Linked DNA regions of Zea mays: all the other regions are linked to region 1. A link is a contact called in public Hi-C data. All regions are on one chromosome and are shown on one strand. Each heading gives the region's core, a stretch centred on a gene start, on an enhancer-like site or on the middle of the called end of the contact. The rest is flanking DNA. Distances are from core to core; before and after follow the strand shown.

Region 1 (4,491 bases), core at 699-3,198:
ACAGATGTTTCCCTTTGTGAGGAATCTCCACAAGTTGGAGCCTCTCACCCTTACAATATTGATTGCAATAAAACCACAAGAGTAAGGTGGGAAGAGATACACACACAAGAGTTAGGGTCGCATCAACGACACATACACAAATCAAGAAACGAGCACACAAACACAGTGCAGAGAGTACACAGCTCAAACTAGTGCTCAAATCTCAAACACAACGGATGTGTGCTTGTGGAGTCTAGGTGTCTTAGGATGTTCAATGACGGCTTGGTGTAATGTTTCATGAGCCTAGGGGTCCCTTTTATAGCCCCAAGGTAGCTAGGAGTCATTGAAGCTCCATTTGGTAGGAAATTCTTGCCTTATGTCCGTGGGCGCACCGGACAGTCCGGTGCACCACCGGACATGAACAGTGCGTAATTTCTTTCCTTGTTTGATGAAGCCGACCGTTGCAGCCATGGTCCCCTTGGCACACCGGACAGTCCGGTGCAGCTTGGTGACCATTGGCTCTGGCCACACATCGCCCGTTGATTGCGCGCTGATTGCGCTGTCGACCGTTGGCGCAGACGTTGTTGGCTCATCGGACAGTCCGGTGTACACCGAACAGTCTAGTGTACACCGAACAGTCCGGTGTACACCGAACAGTCCGGTGAATTTTAGCCGCATCGTCCTCGATGATTCCTGAGAGCAACAAGTTCGTGGACGCGCCAGCCTGGGCACCGGACAGTGTCCGATGCACCCGCGGGCTGGTGAAGTCTGGCTGTTTCAGCTTAACTTCTTTTGCTCCTTTTTGACTTTACTCAACTGAGTTCTTGACACTTAGACAAGCATGTTTAGCACATAAAACAAATGACTAAGTGTCTAGAACTTACCTTCATACTTGATCCGTCTAGATTTGCTTCATATACCTTTGCTCAACGTCATGTTAGTTCTCACATAGTGTGTTGTGCATCTAATCACGAAAACAATATAGAAATGGCCCAAGGGCACATTTCCCTTTCAGTCTCCTCCTTTTTGGTGATTTATTCCAACATATAAAAAAGCAACTCATTTTGAACAGTAATGCCCAAAATGTGCATAAGAAAATAACAACAACAACAACAACAACAATAATAATAATAATAATAATAATAATAATAATAATAATAATAATAATAATAATAATAACAAAATAAAGATATGGATAAATGAAATAGTAAATTCAGATATCTCAAATTATACTTGAGTGTTGAAAATTGAGAACTGAATTTTGAAAACCAAGAAATATTTTAGAAAAGAAGTAATAGAAAAGTTTACTATTGAACTAATTGATTATGCATATTATTAAAGGATGCACCATAAACATTTATTTACATGAATACTTAATTTCGAAGTAACTTTTACTTCTTATCCCACATTCAAAGAAAACAATATGAGTGTGTCTCATATATCAAACCTTTAATCAATTAAAATAAATATATATCTATTGTTTCATAATTGATTTGGAGTATGTAGTAAAAGGTGAATTCCTAAACTTTATCTTAGATTGGAATTAGAATTTTGTAATGTCAAAAAGGAATAATATAGGAATATAATAATGAGATGGGAATTAGGTTTTAACCCAAAGGTGCAATATTAGAATTTGAGAAAAGAGAAGAAAATACTAAACAAATGAGGAAAAATAAAATGTATAAATAAGAATATACTTCTTTACACTAATATTTGAATTGGGTACATTTTGATTCATGGTGAGACTCATGACAAAATTTAAATTTAGATTTGAAAATCAAGAGAATGGAAAAGAAAAGGAAAAGAAATAACCAAAATAAAAGAAAAGAGAAGCTGTGCGCTGGGCCGGATTCGCTAAGCTCGGCCCACCTTCCCTTTATACCCGCACAGCCCACTTCTTATCACGCCGCGTGCCCCTCAAACCCACTGACATGCGGGTCCCTCGGTCATTCTCTGTCACGCTCCACACGCGTCAACCTGGTCTTTGATGTGTGGGGATCGTTGCTCAGCCTCCGGTCGCTGGAATTCATCGCGGTGCAGTGGGGCCTGGCCGCCAGTCGCCCTAACGCTTCCTTTCTCTCCCCTGTCTCTGTCGCATGGGGTCCCTTTGACAGAGTCGTCGACCTCGCACGCATGGCGAACTCCGTTTAACCACCACGCGAGAAGCTCGACACGAACGCCTAGGCCCGGTCTCCTGGCCCCGCGTGTAAATTGGGGCCATTGCCAACCTCCGCGGCCTCTTCCTCATCCAGTCGAGACTCGAAATACTCACCGTAGAGAGCTGACCATGTGTTGTGTGGGGCGGAAAGCTCGCCGCCGTCGGCGCCACCTCCACACGTTGAGGGCCGGGCTTCGGTGGATGCCGGGACCACCACTAGGGCACTCCGCACGTGGTCGAAACCCTTCTGGGCGAGCTCGGCAGCTGGGGTTGCCTGGATTTCTTGTCGACGCTATGCAACGCCTTCGCCCGCCCCTCGTCGCGATTACAACCCCTACTGCCCGATTGTCGGTATGTTTGCGCTCTTGTATTTTGTATGCATCCGGTGGTTCGAGTAGCCGCCCTCAGGAGGGCCATTGACTTCGTATTGCGAAAACCGAAGGTCTCACTGGAGCCCTCCGCCGCGGAATACCGTAGGCGCATCGTAGTTCGGTCAGCAGGGACGTCGAGGGGTTAGGGGCGACTTCTGGGCCGCCCGATCGATTTTGGGCGATCAAGATTAGAACGACGTACTACTTTGGCTGGGATCAATCCTGGCCGCTGATCTGTGCATGGACGGGCTGGGTTGAGAGAAGTAGAGTGTGATCCGGGCCATCGATCTCAGATTGGTCGGTCGTAGATCAAAACCCATTCCTTTGATTCATGTTCTAATCGGGGCCATTCAGCCGAGATCGGAGGGCTCAGAGTCGCCCATACCCCTTCATCCGCTGTTTTGCAGATGAGTCCATGTACTTTTATGAAATTGAACCCGACATCCCCCGCGGGATAGATCTGTGTCTTAGGCAATCTTACCCCAGGAACCCTATATTTTCCAGAAATTGATGTGCAGTCCTGGCCTCTAGGAAAATTAATTATGGAAATTCATTTAAGAAATTCATTTAAGAAATGATTTTTAGCACAAAATTAATTATGGAAAACTTGTTTAATCCCAAGAAAATTCATATTAAGTCCAAATGAGTCCATTTCAGTTTCTATAATTTTGTAAGATTATTGTTTATCATTTAGTAACTCTGTTTTAACATGAAAATGGTATTAAAAATTATTTCTTAATTAATCTCGTATCAAATACATAAAATCTTAGGAAATTCGTATCTTCCTCATTTTAACTCCGATTTGATCCGTTTAAGTTGCGTTAGTCTCGTATAAATAATTAATATGCAATAACAATAGTTATTATGCCATGTCTCATTCTTTTATAATTAGATCTTTATTTAACTTATGTTGGTTAGTCTTGTTAATGTGCTCATCATTATCTACCAAAATATAATTTATGGTAAATTTATAACTTAGATTAAAGTTGAGATAATTATTTATAGAATAACCTCTCATATGATTTATCCTAACCAATTCATAATATAGTTTAATATTTTAATCACATAGATCTTCCATATATCATAACTCCTAAACCATGACTCCGATCTCAGTGGTTCTCGTTTCCACGATCTCGTAGCAACGCGTAGATCATTATTATGCAGTGTGTTCTTATGTTTGGTGTCATGTTAATTTTGTCTATACCATGTTTGTTTGTATTGCTATGACTAGCAGTGAGGTCACGAGGATCTGAAGAATCACCCTGGTAACTGGAATCTCAAGTGCCAGACAAGTTGTGCCCTTGATCACTCCCTTTTTACCCAGTCATGTTCTTATTAATCATAATGATCTGCATAGGTTAATGTTGATGGGACCCAATAGGTTACCCTAGATTTTGACTATCTTTATACCTTGTTTCACCACTGGTTTTACTACTAAATTTTGGGTAGTACATGCTATTGCTTTATGTGGTTTTGGGTATAGAGATATTCACTACTCATGATTACACTTTTTATTATCTGTTCATTATTTACTGTTCATGATAAGATCATTATGTTAATGGGAACATGGAGAACCACCCGGGAAAATAGTGCTACCACAAGGGTTTAATGGGATGCCCTTGGCTGATTAACTAGGAAAGCTAGTGGATGACTACCTTACCCGAAAGGGGCAAGGGCAGTAGGGGAGTGGTCAGTGTAGGGAGGTCCTTGGGTTGATTTTGCTGCAATGGCAGTCAGGCGAGGGATTCCTGCACTGGAGCTTCCTATAAACTGTAGCAGGTTTTCTGAAGCTAGTGGAACTTTGTAAAGGCCTCGTAGTGGTACCCTGCCTCGCTTCCTTGGTAGAGGTGTATGGGGTCTGATCAACTCCATGGCAAATGGGTAACATGACTTGTGGGTAAAGATGTGCAACCTCTGCAGAGTGTAAAACTGGTATACTAGCCGTGCTCACGGTCATGAGCGGCTCGGACACTCACATGATTA
Region 2 (4,491 bases), core at 671-3,170, 400 kb before region 1:
CTATTCACCCCCCTCTAGGCGACTTTCACTACGTAAAAAACATGTATTTAGTGACGCATTTTTAGCTTAATTAGTGACGTGTGTAAAACGTGTCTCAGATTTTATATCGCTAATTGAATCTGTTTAGTGACGTGTAAAAATATGTCACTAATATAACCACTTTAGTGACGTGTTTTTATAAATACGTGTCAAACTACCCAGATAAAAAAATTATTCCCATCCAAGCAACTGTGTGACTTGTGAGATTTAAACACTCAACCTCCTCCTAAAGCATGACCTTATCTACCACTACACCACCAACTCATTTGTGTCTATATTACATTTTCATTCCTCGCATATCATAATTAATCAAGTGTAATTTGATTGTTTGAGGCACTAAATAAATTCAAATGGAAAACTTGTCAACAACAAAGTTGCATAACTTTTTGAGATCTACAACTGTCATGTTGGTAGTTTCTTTATCCGAGGTCGTTTACAAAATTTAATTTTCAAATTTGAAAACTTTAGACGCATTTTTCTAAGACAAGATGATTTCAAATTATAATGTTGTCAACTACAAAGTTTCAGAACTTTTTAATACCTAAAACTTTTATTTTGGTGGTTTTTCATTTGAGATCGTTTGAAAAAAAAATTAAATTTTAACTACGCCGCGAAGTTTGAAGTAGTGACATGTTTATATATACATATCACTAAACAGATATGACGTCACTAAACAGATATGACGTCTGAAAGTCAGTGGCATGTTTTTATATAAACGTCACTAAATAGATTTGGCGTTTGAAGCCAGTGCCATGTTTATATATACACGTCACTAAACATATCACACACACGTAAAATAAAAGATGTCACTTGATTATTACTATATTTCATTAGTGACATGTTTTTACAATAAATGCCACGTGTGCACAGACGTGTTTTTTAAAAAAAGATGTCACTGTAAAAAAATCAGTGACATATTTTTAACAAGTGTTACAGACGGTCATATCTCCTTTAGGCGTTTTTGACGTAGTGATAAAAAATATATAAGCTCAGCCAATTTTTATTATTGTGACCTAACTCAATTTACCTTGGTAAAAAAAATATATAAGCACAACCAATCTTCGTTATGTGTGAAATATTTGACGTTTTTAAAGTATTTGAGTTGTATGAAAAACACAAATGATAGAGCTAGTTCATATAACCAAATCCACAATATGTACTTTAAAAAGTTAAGCTAAGCGGGCCCTAATTTGATTCAGGGATGTTCGCGTTGACGAAAGTCGCGTCAACGCGGTCGACTCTCTGTAAATAAACGGGCCATGTTGTGTTGGCATCCGAATGAAGGAAGGATCGGAGACTCTGCATGTCGTGCGGCAGCGCGCGCTGGCATTCCGAGCCGACGACGATCAAAGGAGCCTTTTACCATCAGGAAGTGGGCAGGCCAGTCAACGAGAGGCGACTGGTGGTTCGCTCTGGCAGCGACGCGTGCACACGCGGATACACACGCGTCGTCGTCCTCCGGCCGTTATACGTACGTGTACACCTATCCAGAGAAATCACACGCAACAGTTCCTTACCTTTTTTTTTTCTCATGTCCATGCGGCAGTTCCCGGATTTGCAAAGCTGCACTGTCGCTCGCCAGCGATTCCTGGACGCTTTTGGCGTGCCTCCTGCTGCTGCCTTCCTCGTGTAGTCGTGTCGCGGTGGTCGGTGGTCGGGTGGTGGCGGGCGACACACCCTAGACGCGTGGCAAGGAGCAAGGCAAGATTGTTTTGTTGTTGTGTCCACCCAATGACGACGAACATGCACTTATAAATGTGAAAACGTCTAGCTTTCTTTTCTTCTAAATTTATATAATATTCTATTTCTTACGTTACTAGATTAGATTATGTTCGTGCATTCGCGGCATCGAAGTTTTTTTTTGGGGCCTCCCTGTTGCTGCGGCGCGTCGGTCCTCCCCATTCACGGCATCGACAGAAAATAGATTCATCAATCATCCCGTTTCGCGGAGACAGAGCCATCCCGCTCCATCTCCCTCCCAGCCAAACCCTACCTGAAACAACGACGCACTCTTGCATTGGCCGTTGGCGTCCCGCTCGCTCGCTCTCTCTTCCACTCGCTGCACCCGTGCGTGACAATGCCCACGCGTCTCCCACTCCGTCTCCTCCTCCTCGTCCTCGCCATCGCCGGCGCCGCACATGGCCGCCGCGGCATCTCTTTCTCCGACGATGACCGCTCTCTCCTCCTCGCCGGCAGCAGTGATGAGGTTGCCGCCGCGACGTCGGTCCTACGGCTCCCGTCGGCGGCGGGGGAGGATCCGGCGCCTGAGGCCTGCGAGATGACGTACGGCTTCCTGCCCTGCACCGACACCGCGCCCGGCAACCTCTTCCTCGTCCTCGCCTACGGCCTCCTCATGTTCAAGGCCGCCACCTACCTCTCCGCCGGCAGCGAGCTGCTGCTCGAGGTCCTCGGCCCTGGCGTCGTCGGCGGCCTCTTCCTGCCCATCCTCGGCGCGCTACCCGACGCAATGCTCATCCTTGGTGCGTACTGCCTCTCTGCTTTTCATTCTAACCGCAGCATGACATCCGCGCCGGCACCGCTGCCATCCACGCTTCACTAGCTAATTATTTGGCGCTTCGTAGTTGCATGTTTACTTACGACCTGAATATCAGAGGAGATCGGATCAATTTTGAATAGCAAAAATATTTTAGTCCATCCAATCTTGTTGGGCCTTATATATCGTGTCCAGCAGTTCCACCTAAAACACTGTTTTACATTGTAAAACGCATATAGAATGAACTGTTGCAGAGTGGAGTTTAAATATATGTATAAGGATGATTAACCTGTTGAAGATAGCCTTACTGGTAGATAGTGTGTTCTGTGTGTGTGGGGGCTCTGACATCACTATTGGGCTGCCAACCCATTAGGGTTAAGGTTCTGATTATATATATATATATATACAATCAAAGAGTTTTCATTCTCTTTCATGGCATTAGCTAGCTAGGTTTTTTCCACCCACCTTTGTCTAGGCCACCGCACAACACCTTCTGCGTGCCCCGAGAGGCTCATCCTTCCCTCCCGGGGTAGCGACCCATCTTAGACGTGGGCCAGCTACTTTTCTGTGCCACAGACTGAGGGCAGGCGGGTGCCCAGCCGCCGTCGCGACGTCCCCTGCTATATTTCCCTACTCTGTTCCTCCTCGAGCACAGACGCTCCGGCGCCCAGCTCCCTCGTCGACGTCCACCTAGCTACGAAGCTCGTCGGCGAGTGCCTCTCTAGCACCAAGCCACCTGCAACTCGCCATGGTGCCCCTTCCTTCCTTTGCTCTGCACTAGCGCTGGCTCCTACAACGCTAGCCCTAGGTCGTGGGCCACGTGGCTCGCCCCTCTCTCCCCCCCCCCCCGCTATAGACGGTCGATCGTGGCCCTCCCTCTTATGTGCCTCCTCCCCCTGCAATACTCCCCCTTCCGACGTGGTCGTGGACCAGATCCTCCGAGCAATGCGGACTTAATGCCCAGCCTATCCGTCGCTGCCATGCTTCCCAGTGACCCCTGCCGTCCAATCCACTGCCAGCGTGCCTCCCAGCATCGTTGGCTACCTGATCCATCGCCACCGCACCTCCACGCGCCGCCGCCACGCCTCCACACGTCGTCGATCGGCCAGAAGGCCGCTCCCTTCCTCTCTGCGCCCATCGTCGTCGTCGGGCCTAGTGCAGCCCCCCTTCGACCTCCGCCCGTCGCCGGTGTCAAACCCCCCTGCCAGGCCAGGCGTAGGCCCCTGCCCGGCTGGACCCGACCCATAGTCTACCCATTCTTCGTCGTCGCCACTGCTGGATCCATCGCTGCTGCAACTTTCTTGGCTGGATCCATCGCTAGCGCGACCTTACCGACTAGATCACCCCTATGCAATACAATCAAGGGTTTCCATTCTCTTTTACTTACATCCAAAAAGCCCTTAGGGCGGGTTTGGTGATCAGAGAATTGGAGGAGATTAATTGGGTAGGGAACTCCTTCCTATTCAAAATTGAACAGGAGGGGTTTACTCTCCCATGGGTTCCCTCCAAATCCTTGGTCACAAAACCAGCCCTTAGGGGTGTTTGGTTACTCTAGTCACCCTCTAAACTTTAGTTCCTATAAATTTTATTTAAAAGATCTATTTTAGTCACCCGATTTAGTATTTTAGGGATTAAAAGTGAGTAAACTTTAGGAGACGGGAACTAAACACCCCATTACTCTTCTGCTCGTAAACAAAATGGTCACGTTTGTCGGTTTCGAAAACCCGAAAGGTCGTCAGATATAAACCACGAACGTTGTTGGATATGCATTGTGAGTGTCATATAATTTCAGCTGGGAATCGATCAGTGACCACAATCTCCGTTAGCGTCCACCGTCCAACAAGTGTGTGCTCTGTTCTTCGTGAAAATAAGTAGCATATCTATTTTACAATTTATGATAACGACGAGAGCATGCAAGTGTTCACTGTTCAGTACACCTGTTTATTCACTTGAGATTG
Region 3 (4,491 bases), core at 1,360-3,859, 390 kb after region 1:
GTTCCTAGTTGTGTGAGTGAGGTTAAAAAACCCACAAACCTCTCGACTCTTGCACGAGCCATTGTAATATTGTACCGAGTGGGGGCGACATTTTGCGAGACCACGACATCTACGTTTGTGGTGTGGCCACCATCGTGTATTGGAGGGGACGAGGCCCATGATGATTTGGCTGAAAGCTCGATAGTGAAGACGACAGAGAGCGTCCAAGAGGAGACCAGAAGTGGAGCACCGCTTGCGCCTGGAGAAGGTCTGCAACCCTCTACGGAGTTAGTTGTCCCGGTGCTTGGCCCTCACGTAGACATCCCTTTGTGAAGGGGCAACGAAGATTAGTAAGGACCTTGCGTGGTTCTAGATACCTTGGCAAAAATATCGACGCATCCACGGGAGTTTGTATTCTCTACCTTTGCTCTTAAGCTTTTTCATTTGCATTGATTACTTAAGTTACAATCTTTATTATTCTTAGTTTAGAATATAGGATTGGAACTTAGGTTGCATAACTCCTTTTACACTAGAGATAGCAACACTTAGACGAAACCTAGTTTATACCTTATTGTTTAGTTATTTGCATAGATTTTATTTAGTAGAGTTATTTGTGGCCTAGATCAACGAGAATTTTAGAAGGCCTAATTCACTCCTATTAGGTGTTCATAGTCTTTTCAAAAAGCACAGAAATCCATATTACAAACCCACACAAACTCTCACATTAGCTTTTCCATGTACCTTTTCACACTAGTCTACGGTGTATTTGTATTGAGTTGCAAAACTCACAATCCTGTGACCTCACCAAAATTGCTAAGCCTAACACTTCATATCTAGAGAGAAGTTTCAATTAGTTGACATGACTTAACTTTAGAAAAGACTATTAGCCCCCACTCTAGTTATCTCCTTGTTCTTAATAGGTTCGAACTAAGGACCTATTTGGGACTACTCCGATCCAGCTCCAGAAAATTTGGTGGAATGGTGGAGCAAGTCATTAGATGCTCCAGAAAATCATGAAGCTAGAGTTATGAACCGAAGACATTTAGACAAGTCATTATTTTTTAAACTACTTAAATTTATATTATAAACTATAGTTTCACGCTAAAGCTAGAACACTGAGGAGTCCCAAACACCCTCTAAGTTGCAGAACTTTATGCAGCAGTCTAGAAACACAATTTAGGAACAATAGTTAAATGATGTAAGTGGTATGTTTTAATTTCGTGAGAACTTTTATATTAGTGCATTCACCTCTTGTTTTAGGCATACTGATCCTTTTAAATGGGCCATTACCCGATTATCAGGGGATGCTGTAAATTCTTTTAGGCCTCGTTTGTATCCTTTATAATGGAATTCAATTCTAATAATCACAATTTAGACATAGACCAATTAAGCTATTATATTTGTATACTCAATATATTTATATGCTAGTGTTGGCTATATGGAGGGATATTTATACGCTATATTTTTACTATTAGGGAGTGAGCCGGAGAGTTCGTGATAAGTTACAGAGTAGAAATATGGGCTTGTAATACATAAAATCAATTTTCACCCCTAATCCTAAGAATTTGGGATTATATCTAAACTTTGGAAAGTGGTGGAATATCAAATTTCAACCAAATAATCCACTTTGTTAAGTGATTTCTAATTCCTTCAAATTTAATGGATCCAAACGGCCCTTTAATAGAAAATATGGTACAACACGTTTGAGAAAAAAAATTAACTAAGGAACATATGAAAGTATTAGTTCATTTCTTACCATTATTCATTTTGAATAAGATAAATAAGTAATAAGAACAATAAATCCATTGCTATTTTATGCTATGTTTTCTCGATATGACAAATTTATAGTAACATCATACCTCAATAACAAGACTAATGTATCATTGACGACATTTAGGTAACATGTGCAAATGAAAAAAAATACTATATTAGAAACACAATCCATATATATCTTCCTCATTTTGACTTCTTTGAGCGTGAAACTTTTACTATAGTGTTCCACTAACTTAATGTGTTTTTAAATAAATTATTTGAAAAGAACTTCCTATAAAAATATAACAACACGTCCATATGAACTTTTCTGAGTTTGAAACTTTTAGCATTAGGGTATGTTTGGATCCATGGTACCAAAGTTTAGCACTACATTTTTAGCACTTATAGATTCAAATATGAGTGCTAAAGTGAAGTGCTAAAATTTAGCACTCAATATCAATTTAGCTTCCTTAAAGTGTGCTAAACATTAATACTTCGCTAAAGTTTAGTATATGGGATTCAAATAGGCCATAACAATATATTAGTGATGTGGTCATACTTTGAATTTATCTTAAGTTTTGGATGAATATAAAAGCATGACTAAAATAGCTATGTTCATACTAGTCGTTTCACATGTACTGGTATTTTTATTGTTTAGATCTGTGTATCATAAGTCTACAAAATTTAGGTTTGCTATTTTTAGGTTTTGATTTGATTTTATATGAATTTCACAAGATTCCACTTTGAACTTGAAAAAGTAAATTCTAACTAAAAGAAAAGGGCTCGAATGGGCTCGGCCCAGCCCACTGGCACCAATTCGGCTCAGGCGTTACAGCACAGCCTGCGGGGTTTGGCCGTTTGACACAGGCTCACAATCACAGCTCTCGTCACGACAGATAAGGCCATGTGCATCCTTCGCCACTCACCAGCGCTCTCCAGTCCACTTCACTTCATCCCTGATCGGCGATCGCGTCGAGCGAGCAGCGCTATAACGCACGATGAACTTGGCGTCCGTCGTTCCCTGCGCGCAGGCATTCCTCGCGTTAATGACTCCCGCCGCTGGCTCCCACCGTCGGGTCCACACGCATGCGGCGGCCTCCAAGAGCGGATTGGCCTGCCGCGTCGCGCGCAGCGGGGGCACCCGGTGGCTGCCGGTCTCCTGTGCAGCCGGGGGCGGTGCAGGTTAGGGTCCGTGTGACTTGTCTATTTATGTTTGCTGCAAGTTTTGGTTCCCAATTTTCCTTCCAGTTCGAACTTGAGGTAGAAAAATTAGATTCGAGTAGTTGGTGATGCAGCATGGGAGGAATTTGCTTGGTGAGGGGCTTGGAGTACTCTTGGGGGAGATAGGCGTTCGCTTCATGCTTATCCAACAGAGTGAGTCATCAAATCAGATCTAAGTTCTTGAATAAACTGGTGCAATTTCCAGTGGTCTCAATTCTTTCATCTACGATGAGCACTAATAGTTGAGAAAGAACATGCCAATTCATATCCCGGTTCATACCTGCTCCCGATATCTATTATCGAGGATACTTGCTCTTTTACACGACGGGTAACAGCAGTTCTCATCCTCTCTTATGGATTCTACTTGCTTCTGTTCCATGTTTAGCATCGCTGGCCCGAGTGTTATTCCTGTTGTCCAAAATCTTTGAGCCTTACTGCTACAGGGTGTGCTGAACTTTGATTCTATCCATCATAATCAAAAAGGGGAAAAGGTGATGTCTGCACTTTCTAGTTTCTGGAAAAGAACTCTTTATGCTGTCCTTTATTATGAAATAAGTGTAGGTTGAAACTCATATATTTAGTTTTTTGCCACTAAGATTAACTGTGTGGGAAGTTATTATTTGGAATATTTAAATTCATGGGAAATTAAAATAAACAAATAAAACTTATTTACTCACTAGGAAAATCATTTTTAGGGTGTTACATCAGTAGATCCATACAGAACAATCCGGTAAGGAGAAGCAGCAATACTGGGTGCAGTTGCATTAGGGTTTGTTGAACAAAGGTTTCCAGTAGTAGTTTGCAATCCCCAGGCAGAAAATATGGTGGAATAGCAACTGATCTGCAACTAGCTTATCAGCCACTATTGGGAATCCCACCGGCGAACCTGCAGGTTGTCACTGGGGAGAGAGCACCTGCAGCGCTCTATGTGTAGCCAAAGAATGTAAGGATGCAGCTTGGTCCACAGTAGTAAAACCAAACTTTGTTGGCACTAAAAAACAAGTGGATTGAGCAGCTTGAAAAGGAGAATTATTCAGCTTCCTCTATTGTGCTGAACTGACTTCTGAAGCACTATTTTTTGCTGCAAGTGCAGTTATAAGGAAAGGTGTTACTGCTATGCATTGGTGCTGGACCTCATGATGAAGCATTGTGCTCATTCTGTTTAGGTTCTGAACTTTTGTGTTTCTTTCACAGGCAGTGAAGACCATTATTGTCAGTCTTGTCTTGTGCCCCATTGCTATAATCATCTTTTTCATTGGGATCAATCTCAATAGGTGGGATGGCTTGTATAAATTCGTCAACCTCTAAAGTGAAAGTTATGTCATAACCCACCTTGATCAGTGGTACACGGGAATTGTTCCATATTCAACACTGTGCATGTCAACATCTTGGGCTGCACCAACCACAATTCCCACTACCCAAAAAGCTAGGTGCTGGCGCCAAGCAAAGAGCTTGCCTGAAATATGGATCTGGATGACCAAGTGCAATAGAAATAGTTTTAGGGTGGAGAAATGATTGGGACTGATACCTGATCTATAT

Evidence for each region. A called contact is a pair of places that touch in the nucleus more often than the background predicts.
Region 2: a Hi-C map of tassel shows a contact between it and region 1, with 4 times the contacts expected there. The contact joins the promoter of LOC103626994 here to the enhancer-like site in region 1. A contact is called at or near these places in 5 of 25 Hi-C or Micro-C datasets (bundle sheath, ear, leaf mesophyll and 2 more).
Region 3: a Hi-C map of tassel shows a contact between it and region 1, with 3 times the contacts expected there. The contact joins the promoter of LOC100285485 here to the enhancer-like site in region 1. A contact is called at or near these places in 5 of 25 Hi-C or Micro-C datasets (bundle sheath, ear, endosperm and 2 more).

Annotation. Positions count from the first base shown.
Region 1 is chr5:146,318,913-146,323,403 of Zm-B73-REFERENCE-NAM-5.0, reverse strand. No RefSeq gene overlaps it. Among protein-coding and RNA genes, the nearest start is that of LOC103628521, 86 kb to the right of the region's middle. Within about 2 kb of position 1,948, at least 17 of the 20 cell types and tissues checked have an H3K27ac peak or open chromatin away from gene starts, as enhancers often do. A contact at or near this core is called in bundle sheath, ear, leaf and 2 more, where this site is marked.
Region 2 is chr5:146,716,134-146,720,624 of Zm-B73-REFERENCE-NAM-5.0, reverse strand. LOC103626994 reads left to right here and starts at 1,920. Exons shown (of 7, transcript NM_001351849.1): 1 at 1,920-2,519. The coding sequence starts at 2,117.
Region 3 is chr5:145,928,387-145,932,877 of Zm-B73-REFERENCE-NAM-5.0, reverse strand. LOC100285485 reads left to right here and starts at 2,609. Exons shown (of 5, transcript NM_001413579.1): 1 at 2,609-2,913. The coding sequence starts at 2,730.